Linked DNA regions of Mustela erminea: region 2 is linked to region 1. A link is a contact called in public Hi-C data. All regions are on one chromosome and are shown on one strand. Each heading gives the region's core, a stretch centred on a gene start, on an enhancer-like site or on the middle of the called end of the contact. The rest is flanking DNA. Distances are from core to core; before and after follow the strand shown. Region 1 holds the start of KNTC1 (kinetochore-associated protein 1). Region 2 holds the start of DENR (density-regulated protein).

Region 1 (7,186 bases), core at 3,277-5,776:
AAATATGGCATAATAGGTTACTTTATATTCTAAGAGCTTAGTATATGGTTTTGAAAATAGCATTTGCTATGAGCGACAAGTGATACTTCAAGCTAATAACAGACAGAATTTTAGTTCCTAGCTGTATTTGAAACTAGGTACACACATACTATTTTTCAACAGGAGTCCTCAGAGCTCAAGGGAGGCATGGGCTACTCCATATTTTGAGGCTCCTGATAATGCTAAAAATAGCCACTTTCTTATTACAGAACTCCTAGTATACTTTAAATTAAAATTTTTGCTTTTAACAAATAACAATTTAATACCAAAGAAAATAATGTATTTGTTTTACTCATGAACATTTACAAATACTGTGATTCACAGTCTACGAAAGGCAGTATAGTTCAACAATAGGATGCACGCTGTGTAAAGCATGGTCTATTTTTTTAAAATCCTATCAGCCAGTTTCTCTGAATACATATAGAACCTCACTTGAAAAAAAAGCCAAAAAGCCTACATTTGAGGTCCTTTATGAATAAGGTCCCCAAGAGAGGCCCTTCCTTTCAAGCCCTAGAAGATATAATCTTGTTTTTAATAGTTTTTTTTCTTCTTTTCATTTAAATCTTTTTTCTTAGAGGATTAAATATTATATTGACTTACTAAGAGAAATGAAAGGATCGTGGGCTATAATACTGTGAATACAAGTCAGATGTACTTTCTTTACAAAAAAAACCCTTTGTTTACAAAAATTATTTTATCAGATGCAAATTACTGAAAAAGAAAACGTAAGATAAAAAACTAACTGTAATATCTTCTACAGGATGCCAAAAGTAAGGTTTCAAGCCTGGACTAAGAAGAGTAAAAATATTGTTAAAAGAAGAAAATTAGGGGCCTCTGGGTGACCCAGTGGGTTAAAGCCTCTGCCTTTGGCTCAGGTCATGATCCCAGGGTACTGGGATCAAGCCCCGCATCGGGGTCTCTGCTTAGCAGGGAACCTGCTTCCTCCTCTTTCTCTGCCTGCCTCTCTGCCCACTTGTGATCTCTGTCTGTCAAATAAATAAATAAAATTTTTAAAAAACAAAAAAGAGAAGAAAATTATTATGTGTAAAGAAATCCATGGAAAGGATAAATGTCAACCTCAGCAGAATGCTTAACTCAGGGGTGGAGTATAGGGGGAGCTTGGGATTGGGAAGGGACCCCAGGGCCTTCAAACCTATTGGTAATGTTTTATTTCCTGAGCTTGTGGTGGGTATTCTTTCTCTTTATTTACATTCTATTTGTCCCAATGTCAAGAAAAGCTATGAAATGTTCAGTTTTGGAAATAGTGATCTAAGACAATGAAGGGAGAATTCAGATGGAAATTTCCAGTAATCTGAGACTGAACTTTGATTCCCTGAGAAATGCTATATCCATTTATAGAACATTTACCATGTGACTACTGGGCTTACTAAGCACTCAGCAAAAGTGTTATAAATGAAAACAGTCAGGGGGCGCCTGGGTGGCTCAGTGGGTTGGGCCTCTGCCTTCGGCTCAGGTCATGATCCAGGGTCCTGCGATCGAGCCCCGCATCGGGCTCTCTGCTCGGCGGGGAGCCTGCTTACCTTCCTCTCTCTCTGCCTTCCCCTCGGCCTACTTGTGATCTCTCTCTGTCAAATAAATAAAAATCTTTAAAAAAACAAAAAAAAAAAAAAACCAAAAAAAAAAAAAAAAAAAAAAAAAAAAAGAAAACAGTCAGCATCATAATCAGTACCTTTTCAGAGGAGATCTTTGCTAGCAAATCAACTTGATATAAAGCAGTTCCGTGTTCTTTTCTTGAACCAACACTTAGGTACCCGCTTCCAGTATCATCACTCGTCAACAGTTCAATATCATTCCACATGTTTCCGAGATTATCTTCCTGACTCAGGAACCACTGCTTTCCCTGTGACAACTTGTAAAATTAGAGAACAGATAAGTAAATACACACACACCCACACCAATCAATGAAGACCTTTCTGTGTTATTTCTTTAGTCACTAGATACTTCAGACCAGTAAGATAGATGGAACTAGAGCTATGATTATCATCAGAGAACAATATAGCCATCTAGGGGCGCCTGGGTGGCTCAGTGGGTTAAGTCTCTGCCTTTGGCTCAGGTCATGATCTCAGGGACCGGGGATCGAGCCCCAAATCAGGCTCTCTGCTTAGCAGGGAGCCTGTTTCCCACCCCCTCGCTCTGCCTGCCTCTCTGACTACTTGTAATCTCTGTCAAATAAATAAAATCTTAAAAAAAACTATATATATATATATATATATATATATATATATATATACCTGTCTAGGATCAGACAAATTTGATCTCACCAATGTATCCTAGAGCTTCTAATATGTTGTGTGCCTAGCTTAAACTTATAACTTAAACTTATAACAAGTTTTCATTTGAAATAAACCTTTTAGCAGTATAACAATAAATAGCAGAAGACCTAAAGTCAGACCGAGAAGATATCTGAGGATGGTTAAGTTTCCAAAGAAACTTTTTAAAAAGTCAATTAATGTTTCCAGTATTATAACAGTAAATGAAAATGCTAAGGGGAAAGGGGAAAAATTAGATTAGGTTTCTGACTGAATCAAAGATTATACCTGTAACCTAGGAGAGTCACTTGAACATCTCATCAGCCAAGACTTATGTAACTCATTTTGTGTGCTGTGAGTTGGAAAAGAATACGAAGATGAAAAATAATCCCTGATCAGTCACTGGTGGAGAATAGCAACCAAATAATTACAACTGTTTTGATAAGTGCTAGCAAAAGTAGGTTTTAAATTTTATGGAACATACAGCACAGTGAAGGTGCTTTTTCACTTATAACCAGTTGTCTTCAAGAAAGCAACGTAATCCCTTCTTCTGTTCTCAGTTACCTGTAATAGGAATAGTTGTACCTGCAAAGGTAATGAGTTTTAAATACTCATGCAACAGTGCTTGGTTCATGGCAAGCACTCAATATTAAGCGTTAGGTAATTTATCATTTTCATTTGTGAAAACAGGTAACATTTAGGCTATGGTCATAGTAGGTTTTTAAATATAGGAAAGGAGCTGTTACCAAGCGTGTGAGCAAAGGTACAAAACAAAGCTTGTTAGAACAAACAGTAGTTCTAGTGGCTCGTGTGTTTGGGTGGGAGTTGGAAGGAGATTAAGACAGGAGGGACAGGCTCGGGTTAATACTTTGATGGGTCTCTGTGCCGCACATATGAAAAAAATAGAGAAATATTATCAACCTTCCAGAGCTGTCAAGTCACTCATTCAACCAGTGTTTACTGCTACCTACTTTGTATCAGGGAGTGCTCTAGAGCAAGAATACAGCCCAGAAGGCAGAAAAGCCCTGTCATCATTACAAAGTTTATAATTAGTCTAAGAAGGACAAACAAAACAGTTAACATGTATGGAGTATGCACAGCAGTTTTGAATGCTTTACTCATTTAATCTGCACAACAGCCCATTTTACAGCAGAGACATGAGCCAGGGATTAAATAAATGGTCAAGTCACCTAAATTGAGTAAATGATATAGTTAGACAAGATTCAAATTCACACCTATTAACTGTTGTGTTACCTCCCGACAAAAATAAGTAAGTGCCCAATTACGAACAGTGCTAAAGTTTTGAACTAAACGATGCTCAGGTGGGGGCCAAGGGGCCACATAAGAAGAACCTGTTGGGTAAAGGAAAGAGAGAACATGGGAGCTGAGATCCCAAGGGCAAGAAGCCAACTCTGCAAAGCTCAGAGAGAAAAGAAATGCAGGCCAGTGCAAAGGCTCGGAGGCTGGAAGGAGTTTGGGGCGGCTGCTGGGCCACAGCAAAAACGGAACAGTTCAAAAGCTAAACGAATCCTCAACTTTAAGATTGGGTTTTTATGCTCGGTACTACAGAGGAAAGACACTCAGGAGACGAGTGACCTGATTTGATAAACGATTTTTGATCAGTCGAGAGGCTGGGTGGAGAACCGATTAGCGAATTAGGTGAAATGAAAGTGTCAGTTAGGCCCCCATGCACAAGCGCTCCCCGCCGGACAACGGACCAGCAAGAACCGACTTCAAACTCACTCCCGCCAGCTTCTTGATGGGAAAACACCCGAACTGGGCTGAGGCCGCTGTTACTACGACCTGAACCCACCCCCAGGTCTCTACAGCAGCGCATTACCCCCTCCTCACCTGCAACTGAAGAAACTAAAGAAGAACACTCAAACTTATCGACCCTCTTCCTGCCACCCACAACTGTCCCTAATCTCTTCAGGTTCTAGCCCACGGGTTTAAATTGGCGGGAGAACACCAAACCCAACCCCTTTTACGGCAGCCGGAGGAGGCCAAAATTGCTTTAAAATCGAACTAGGAAGTTGCCCCACCTTAAATTCCACCCATTCCGATTTCCCGGCTGCGCATTCTAGGGTGTATTCTTGGCTCCGCCCCCTCCCTGGCCTTACACGCCCCTTTCAGAAGAACAACCAATCACTTCCTCGAATCGCGTTGCTATAGAGACTCTTATCACCACCCTTTTTTTTTTTTTCCCAGCAAGCTGTGCGACGCGCCGGGCCTCTTCCCCTTTGTGCCATCCGGGTCTCTCGCGCGAGCGATTTAGTCTGTGGCGAAGCGTCGGGGCGGCCGGTACAGTTGAGAGCGGCAAGTGGAGGCGCCGCCCTAGCGGCCAGGACTCTGGACTATGGCGGTAGGTGCCGACGCTGAGTATAAAACCCGGGATATTTTTCTGCTACTCTCCAAAGAGCGGGTGAACGGCTCCCAGAGCTGTTGTCCGCGCGTGTGTGGACAAAATGGCGCCGCGGCCTTCTTCTGCGCCCGCCATCATGGCTGCCTGCTGTAGGGAGGGGGAAATGAGGCGGTGTCGGTGGGGGTGGGGAGCCGCAGGGAGTGTCTTTTTTTTTTTTTTTTTCCAGAACTTTCCTCATCCCTTTTCTAGGCCTGTATTCCGTTCCACTCGTAGACCGGTCTCCAGTTTAGCTAACTCATTGTTAGTCGTTTTTATTGAGTTTTATTAGGGCTTGGGAATTTCTGTTCGCGTTGGGGAAGGGCTGGGGAAGAGAGAAAAGGGATGGGGGGGGTCTTTGAAAAGTATGGGATCAGAAAGGCGTTGTCTGTAAGGAGTGGAATGGAAGAAGAGAATCGTCTTGTAACGTTTTGGGGGGTGATTTTTTGCTTACGCTCAGTAAAATTCTAGTTGCATAATTTTAATTAGTGTTTCGTCTGTGAAAACCTTAGTTTATTCCTTAGTACGGAGCTGAGAAAGCTGTTGCTCAAAGGGAGTTTAAAAAAAAAATCGACTTAATTCCGAGAGGGCTTTGAACTACGAATTCCGATTGTCGTTCATTTCCGAAGCAGCTCGTGATGTAATCATTTTGAAGTCTTTGAGAAGGATTATAATAAAGCCTTATCATTGGCGTTGTTTCTTACATTTAAGAACCCTTCATTGACCCATTTAATTTTAAATAAGAACACTAGTTCTTTTAAAAAGCCTGATTCGGGTATAGGATGCTCAATTCTGGTGGGTCACATTATTGTGACTACTTCGTTTTTCTTAACCCTGTTAAAAGAAAAATGCAAGCATCTTGTGTTCTTTTCGACTGACTAGAAAGTTCTATGTACTCCTCTTCAAAAATAAGTAGGACTATAAACATACCGGAAGATTCGTAGTTTGCCCTTGCAAAAAATTGGGGTATCTGAAATTAGGATGGTTTCTGCACTCCCCTCCCCCAGTACCTAATTGAATTAAGAACCTATTTTTTTTATAAGGTTTCAAACAGTTGGAAGGCTGTTTGGTGTTTGTGCAATTAATTGATGTAATGTTTTCCTTTGTTTAAATAGTGTTTTGGGCCTTTTAAGGTACTTTAAAGAATAGTGGTGTTTTACTTGGGCGCAAATATATTAAAAAAATGAAGTCCGTTCAAACATTTGGTGCTGCAGGGCCTCCTTCAATAAAGAGACACAGTTCCCTGGAGAAGTGGCCTAGTATTAAAGCCAGTGTACCTTCTTTGCACTGGAGAAAGATTTGTGTACTGTCTTGAGCACTATTAGGGTTTTAAACGGGATGTCAATGTTAAGATAACAGTGGTGAAAAAGCAGGTGCTGGAGTAGAGGACAGTTTCGCAGTTAGCATTTAAGATTTAGTATGTACACCCTGATAAATTGAAATAAAGCTTGGTAATTTTCAGAGAAATTTTATTCACTTCATTTTTTGGATACTTTTCACTAGGGCACTATAAAATAACCTCATGGAAATAAAAGTTTTGTGTGGGAGAAGTGGCCACCTATCATTTGTAGTCTGTTTAGTGATAGAATGGTTGGTTTTGTTTGTTTCTATAGTGTATTTTACAGGTGAAAATGGCTCTTTGGTTTAAGTTTTTATCTTGTATTACAGGGTACCTTTCTAAGCAAAGGGCATTTGACTTCCCTGATGCCAGGCTTCTCCCATGTTAAGCAAGTAAATAAACCATTGACTGAAAACTTGTACTGCCTGGTCTAGATGCTGCCTTTTCCATCAGAAGGTGGTGTGAATGAGACGTGCCAGTGGTTCAGGAATGCTGGTTTTGGTAGAGAAGTCGCATGAATTAAGAGAAGTGAGCAGTGCTTCAGTTTTTGCGATTTTATTTTACCAAATGCAGGCCCTACCAGCACTTCACAGCATCAGAGACATATGAAATAGTTTGTAATGATAATGATGAGAACGAGAATTAAAAGAAAATGACCAGTATTGTGAAAATCTTAAGTATCCTTACCTGTGGTACAGCATCAGTTATTTAATAGTAGACAGCAAAGAGCTAGAGTACCATCCTAGGAGAGGCAGGTAATGTTTGTTGGATCTCCTTTGTGAGATCGGAAAGTTGAACTCGATTCTGTGATGAAAGCTTCCCTCACAAAAGTTTTATGATTCCAGATATCACCCATACATAGAAAACTGGAGAAAGCATGTGTGATCACCTGAGAGTCTCTCCAGCAGTTAGTTTCTTCCTTTGTGCTTGGTTTGGTTTGGTTGTGTTTTTTTGTTTTGTTTTGTTTTTTTACCATTGTTAGAGGTTTAACACATTTATGTCTTTCATCCTAGCTAAGCGTTTATCATTTTACTCTTTGAGTCTAGCATTGAGTTTGGCACATTTGTGACTCTCAGTAACTAGTTGTTGAAATAGTGCAATCTCTCACACTTCATTTGTTAAATTACTCCCCATTTAGTT
Region 2 (7,186 bases), core at 3,512-6,011, 150 kb before region 1:
ACTTGCTTTTAAAGTCAAATTCCTGGGACGCCTAGGTGGCTCAGTTGGTTAAGCGTCTGCCTTTGGCTCCGGTCAGACGCTTTGGCTCCCAGGACCCTGAGATCAAGTCCCTTATCGGGCTTGCTGCTCAGCGAGAAGCCTACTTCTCCTTTCCCTCTGCTGCTGTTCCCCCTACTTGTGTGCTCTATCTCTCTCTCAAATAAATACAATCTTTAGTAAATAAATAAATAAATAAATAAAGTCAATTAATTTCCCTTTCTGTAAACCACTCCTTTTCGACATGCCGATCTAGCAGTTACCATCAAACTTGCATCACTGATAGTGCAATTCCCTGACATTATGTACTTGCTGATGTGATGCAACATGAAGAACAAGTCATCATCAGCCATGAAACTTTCTGCTACGGTCTGAATGTTTGTGTCCCCTCAAAATTACCATGTTGAAATCCTATAATCCAGTGTGATGGCATTAGAAGGTGGAGCCTTTGGGTGTATTATTCATTCTTCCCTACAGCCTTCTGAAGTAGGCTCTTTTTTTTCTTCTTCTTCTTTTTTTTAAAGGTTTTATTATTTATTTGACAGAGAGAGAGATGACAAGCAGGCAGAGAGACAGGCAGAGAGAGAAGGGGAAGCAGGCTCCCCGCTGAGCAGAGAGCTGGATGCGGGGCTCGATCCCAGGACCCTGAGATCATGACCTGAGCTGAAGGCAAAGGCTTAACCCACAGAGCCACCCAGGCACCCCTGAAGTAGGCTCTTTAACAGATGAGGGAACTGGATGAGGTCACACAAGTAAATGGCTGGGGCAAGATTCAAATTCAGAATGAGTCTGAAGTCACAATCCTGAAGACAAAATGTTTCCCCAGAAAGGACACCATCCTACCTACCTGTTTCTCACTCTACTCCAACCAGCACTGCTACAATCAGCCCTTTCTTTTCCCTCTCTCCTGAGGACACTATATTAAATCTTACCACCATACTGTTCTTGTGAATTCCTTCACCCTTCCTTGCAAATTCCACCCTGTATTTAAGGCTTCTCATTTCCTTGGAAATTTCCCTACTTCCCTCTGAACAAAGATCCCTGCTCTTCCTCAACTCCTAATTCATAGCTACACTCAGTACTGTTTAATTTAGCATTTAATACTCAGAGCTTCTCCTACAACTAGACCATAAACTCCTTGAGGAAGTACCCTGTCCCCAGCTTAGTGCCTGGGACATCAATATAAACTAGGAGGGAAATGAAAATAAACCCTTCTTGAAAAGGTTAGGGACCTCTTAACACAAATTATCACAGGGGGGCTCGTATTTTTTGCAGTTGTTCAAAAGCCACCTTAAGAGTCACCTAAGCAATTTAACAAGAAGGTTTTCACATACCATATTTCATCAATGCTAAATTTTTTTTAAGATTTTATTTTTTTTTAAAGATTTTATTTATTTATTTGACAGACAGAGATCACAAGTAGGCAGAGAAGCAGGCAGAGAGAGAGGAAGAAGCAGGCTCCCTGCTGAAAAGAGAGCCCGATGCAGGACTCGATCCCAGGACGCTAGGATCATGACCCGAGCCGAAGGCAGAAGCTTTAACCCACTGAGCCACCCAGGCGCCCCCTTTTTTAAAGATTTTATTTATTTATTTGACACAGAGAGAGATATCATAAGTAGGCAGAGAGGCAGGCAGAGAGAGAGATAGGGAAGCAGGCACTCTGCTGAGCAGACAGCCTGATGTGGGGCTCGATCCTAGGACCGAGATCATGACCTGAGCCAGAGGCAGAGGCTTAGCCCACTGAGCCACCCAGGTGCCCCAATCAATGCTAAATTTTTTATAGGAATTATTTTATAATTATGGCATGTTAATATGACAATTTTCTTTCTTAGTAGAACATAAAATAGTGGTGAATCTTATAAAACATGGAGTCTTAGATTAGATGAAATAGAGTACAAAAATCAATAGCTCTTTACCAGTTGACAAAGATAAATACACCATACTAAACTAGTATAGTTCTCTAATTATAAAACCTACTGTACTATGTTCTTGTGTTAGTTGCTATATCAGAAGCTTTACACAAATCACCTTAGGACATAATCATCATTTCATTATACAGACCTTAAGAAACACACCTTTAATCCTTAATTGAATTAGGTAACTTGCCCAAGGTCATATAGCTGGTAATGCTGGAGTCAGGATGCAGACACTAGTCGTGACTCCAAAGGCAAACAAGATGACCAAGTAAGACTAGTATCGTAACAAAACTCAATCAACCCTATAAAAAGTTTCCCTGCCTTATTCTCACTGAGGTATTTTATAATTTTTACTCTCGAAGATATCTGACAAATACCAAGTTGACAACTTTTTTTTAACTCAGCGATATCCCCTCTCCTTCGGTAGTAAACTAAACTCCAGATGATGTCTCTTATTATACTTAAAAAATGTAAAGTCTCCAAACACAAGGACCTTTCCTGACTTATCCAATCACTACTCAGTCCCTGGCACCTAAAACACTGTGAGGCACCAAGTAAGTGGTCAAAAATATTTCCTGAGAAAAATTAGTATTTCCTTGCCCCCTCTGCTATCCTGTCCCTTCAGATTTTTCTGAAACTTTGCAAAATGCTAATAAAATTAGGACAATTTCCAATTCACAAATATTTCTGCATTGAAAATGAGGGAAATGGGGCCCCTGGGTGGCTCAGTGGGTTGAGCCTCTGCCTTCAGCTCGGGTCGTGATCTCAGGGTCCTAGGATCGGGCCCGCATCAGGCTCTCTGCTTGGCAAGAGACCTGCTTCTCCCTCACCCTCTCCCTGTGCTTGTGTTCCCTCTCTCTGTGTGTCTCTGTCAGGTAAATAAATAAAACCTTAAAAAAAAGAGAGAGAAAATGAGGGAAAACACTCTAAGAAAAAAAGAATCTAGATTCAATCTAACAGATATATTAGTGATGAAACCAAGAAGACTTTCCCAAGACTGTCCTATGACCCACTGTTCCAACCTCATCAACTTCCATTCCTCACTGAATGGAGGAACCCTATCCTATATCCACACTATACTAACCCAAAGCTGCTCACTTCTCCGCAGATGTGAATCAAGTCCTTTCTTGCATACCTGCTCACTTCATCTGGGATGCCCTTCCCCACGTCCTCACCCGGTCCTTGTCATCCCTTCAGACTCAGTATCTTCCAAGAACAACTCCTCTAACAGCCAGGCTAGCAAGTAACGTTACATTGAAATCATCCATTTCCAAATCTCTATTTCTGACTGTAAGCGTCTCCAGGCCAAGTAGCAAGACACAAGTCATACACGTCAGGGGAAAAACAAGTTAACCCATGCCTCCCCTTCACCAACACCCCTCCAGCCCCCAACTGAGGATTTCCCCGGTAACAAAGACAGATGAGAAGAGGATTAACAGGACCAAATGTGATACTACTATCACAATGCATAAAAATAAAGGGAGCATTAAAGAGCCATTTTCTGCTTTGTAACACTTGCCTCCACAGTAAAGGACTCGCAGTGGGTAGTCTGCATCTATCTTGGTATTGCCCCTCGGGTCTCCTTTGCAATCATGCCCACCGGATTCAGAAATATCAGCAGCCATCTCCCAAACCTGTAAGCAAGGAAAATAACACGTTTTCACTCTTTTGGACCAAGACCCCAAAAAGGCCCTGTTCTGATGTAGCCTCACCCCCTCGCACTAGCAATACCTCACCCCTAAATCTCTTTCGATTCTGTTCTTAAGTGAAGGATACAAGCTGCATTAAGATTCATAAAATACATGGGGCACCTGGGTGGCTCAGTAATTAAGCTTCTGTCTTTGGCTCAGGTCGTGATCCCAGGGTCCTGGGACCGAGCCCCACATCCCTGCTGGGCAGGGAGCCTGCTTCCCCCTCTCCCACTCCCCCTGCTTGTGTTCCCTCTCTCCCTATGTCTCTCCCCGTCAAATAAATAAATAAAATCTTAAAAAAAAATAAAATAAAAATAAAATAAAAAAGATTCATAAAATACAAGCAATTGTGGGCACACCACTACCAGCTCCACAGGTCTACGGGGAAGCAAGTGACAGCAGCAAAAAGACCGTGAAGAATTGGGGTGGGAGTAGGGGTGGGGGTGGGGAGAGCACTAGGGGAAAGAGGAAGCAACGGGTTAATAGGCTGGGGAGGATGATCCCTAGGGACGGGACAAAAGGTCTGGGGGTGACCTGGAAGGGATGCAAACTGCAGCAAAAAAAGGCCACAAAGCAGCTGGAGGAAAAGAGGCTTAAAAAGCCTACGAAGAAGGGGTGGGTGACTAGAGGTGCCCCGGGTACAGGGTGTGGGGGCAGCTCAACGCCGAGGGACGGACACAGGAATCAGGGAAGGGGATGGAAGTGGGAGGGGGCGGGGAGACCAGAATCTGAAGAGAGAAAATGGGGGCAGAAGAATCAGCAAGGGTCAGAATGTAAGAGCACTGGGGCGACAAGGGCGGCCAGGACTTGGGGGAGGATCTGAGGCAAAGGGGCAATCCCGGGGACACCAGAGGGGCCCATGTGGGCGGGGGTGTGGAGACGCCCGGCCCGGCCCCCTTCCGCCGGGCAGCACCTCGGCTTCCCCCACGCTCTCTACGAGCTTCTCGGAAGAGCGAAAGGCACAAGGGGTCGTTACCCGGGCGGTCGCACAACCCCCGCCGCCTCCGCTCCCGCCACTACCGCCAGCTGAAGCGACACATGCAACTCCTCTTCCCCGGCCAGGGCCGCCTGAAAGCCCGTCTGCCAGCCGCGGTCCCGCGAGACAATAAGCCTTTATCGCGAGATTCAGGCCGCCGCTGGGCGGCTGTCGCGAGAAGCCTGGAGGCGGAGGCGGAGAGGCCTTGAGGAGCATGCGCGTTTCGTTCGGGGGCGGGGCCAAGCCTGCGAACGGCTGACAGCCAGTAGGCGGTGCTCGCTACCCGCGGGAGAGAATGGGCGGTCGGCGTGCGGCGCGTGGAAGCGGGCGCGGATGCAGTGGGGACGTGCGCCGTAGTCATCAGTGACTCCCTATTAATGAGCTGGGGAATGTTGCCCCGCGTCTGGGGTGCATCCGGGAGTCCTGACTAACCTCCAGCCTGTTGGATAAGTCACTCCTCCGCGGGGAGATGGCAGCTGGAAAAGGCGTTTGGTTTCAACACCTCTCCTTGCACGGGCTGAATTATTCTGGAGAAGATCATGTCAGCGCTCCCTAGATTGTTCTCATCGCCCATAATCTCCCCACCCTAACAGCTGTTTTCATCGCCTTCCTCGTAGTTACCTATCCTTACATGGGTTGCAAATTGGAATTAATCTCTCGGGTCTCCGGCTTTCAGCAGCCAGAAGCCGGGTAGACAGACAGAACCACACGCGGGGGCGGGGGCGGTGGGCGTCTCAGCTCTGCTTCCGTCTGGTGGTTTTCCTTCGGGAAAATCCCTTCCTCACCGAGCTCCGCCTGAGTCCCATTTGTGAGATGGGAACAACATGACAGTGCTTGCAGATCGCAGAGGGTTGGGAAAATGATGACCAAAATGTGCTTCGTAGCCGGTGGAGGTCGTTCTTTTTGTATTTTGTTTTGTCCTCCACCTCTTTGCTTCCTTCCCTGCCAATTTCTTTTGCCGCCGCCGCCACCACCATCCTTAAATTTTCTGCTCAAGATTTACTTCGTGTGCACAAAGCCATCTGGCACAATCTTTTCCACCAGAGACTGTGGCCTCCACTTGGACATCTTTCTTAAAAGAGGAGTCCCTCCTTTCCCCCATAGAAGAGTCCATTCTCTTTAACTAGTGAAAGAAGATCTTATTCCCAAACGTGGTTGAGTCCAATAATAATAGCTTTCTGTTCAATAATAACTTCCATTTACTGACACCCAGCTGCCACTATGTGCCAATAACCTGCTCATTTGGGAATATAGAGTCCGGGGGATTCACTCCACAAAATTACCTTGTGTTCCTATTATGCACCAAGCACTGTGCTAGGCACTGGGGATACAGTGAACAAGAGACACGTGTCTACTCTTGTTAAACTTAACCATCTTAAAAGTGATAGCTGATTTGATCCTTACAATAACCCCCCCCCCCCCAGGTATTGTCTTTGATTTCCAGATGGTAAAATTGTAGCTCAAAGGTGGAATGAATTAAGTTGACATGTGCTTAAAATCTCACAGCTAGGGGCGCCTGGGTGGCTCTGTGGATTAAAGCCTCTGCCTTCAGCTCAGGTTGTGATTCCAGGGTCCTGAGATCTAGATCTAGATTCCAGGGTCCTAGATCTCTGCTCAGCAGGGAGCCTGCTTCCTTCCTCTCTCTCTGCCTGCCTCTCTGCCTACTTGTAATCTTGGTCTGTCAAATAAATAAATAAAATCTTTTTAAAAAATCACACAGCTAATAGCATATTTTTTTGATCTTAAGATGCATATTTTCCACATTTTAATATCTCATACCAAGACCCATTGCAATGGATGAAGTTTTAGCATCGTGTCATAGTTTAATTGGCAGCTCTTTTCTTTCTTAGGGTTGCATAAAATAATGGCATCCCATAATCAATGGCATCTTAGATGTGATGAGATGTGGCTAAGTGGCCAGTCCTGTGTAGTAGACTCAATGGCTTCAGTTCCCTTCCTCACCCTTTTCCTGTTTTGCTTTGTAAAGAAGGGGGTGCTGGACCCCCAGAGACTACATTCCCTGGCTTTCTTGTTCTTGAGTTTCCAGCTGGGTTCAGCCAACAGGAGGCAGCAATAGGAACAGTCACCTTCCCAGCCGTCCCACCCCACCCGGGTGAACAGCATCCCTGACTTCAACTGGTTAACCCATTGTATTGTTAGGGGATCCCTGACCCTGGGCACCTGTACCCTGGATTTCTTCCTGGATCTAATCTGTAGCCTGGCAGTGTGATTGTCGGCTTCTTGCTGCCACTAGTCTCTGAATTGCTTCAACCACCTCTGTTTATCTTTTCAACTCTTCTATTTTTTTTTTAAGAAAAAATTTTTTTTTAATTTGACAGAGAGATCACAAGTAGGCAGAGAGGCAGGCGGCGGTGAGGGGGATGCAAGCCCCCCACCAAGCAGAGAGCCCAATGTGGGGCTCAATTCCAGAACCCTGGGATTACGACCTGAGCCAAAGGCAGAGGCTTTAACCCACTGAGCCATCCAGGCGCCCCCTATCTTTTCAACTCTTTATTCCCCATGTAACTAATGCCCCGAATGAACCCCCCCCCACACACACACACACT

What was found. A called contact is a pair of places that touch in the nucleus more often than the background predicts.
Region 2: a Hi-C map of fibroblasts shows a contact between it and region 1, with 3 times the contacts expected there. The contact joins the promoter of DENR here to the promoter of KNTC1 in region 1. A contact is called at or near these places in 2 of 3 Hi-C or Micro-C datasets (fibroblasts and spleen).

The regions. Positions count from the first base shown.
Region 1 is chr13:86,009,515-86,016,700 of mMusErm1.Pri, reverse strand. KNTC1 (kinetochore-associated protein 1) reads right to left here and starts at 4,526. Exons shown (of 64, transcript XM_032309827.1): 1 at 4,352-4,526; 2 at 1,730-1,909. The coding sequence starts at 1,858. It overlaps RSRC2 (arginine/serine-rich coiled-coil protein 2), which reads left to right and starts at 4,547. Exons shown (of 10, transcript XM_032309830.1): 1 at 4,547-4,671. The coding sequence starts at 4,666.
Region 2 is chr13:86,155,314-86,162,499 of mMusErm1.Pri, reverse strand. It overlaps DENR (density-regulated protein), which reads right to left and starts at 4,761. Exons shown (of 8, transcript XM_032310094.1): 1 at 4,620-4,761; 2 at 3,472-3,586. The coding sequence starts at 3,577.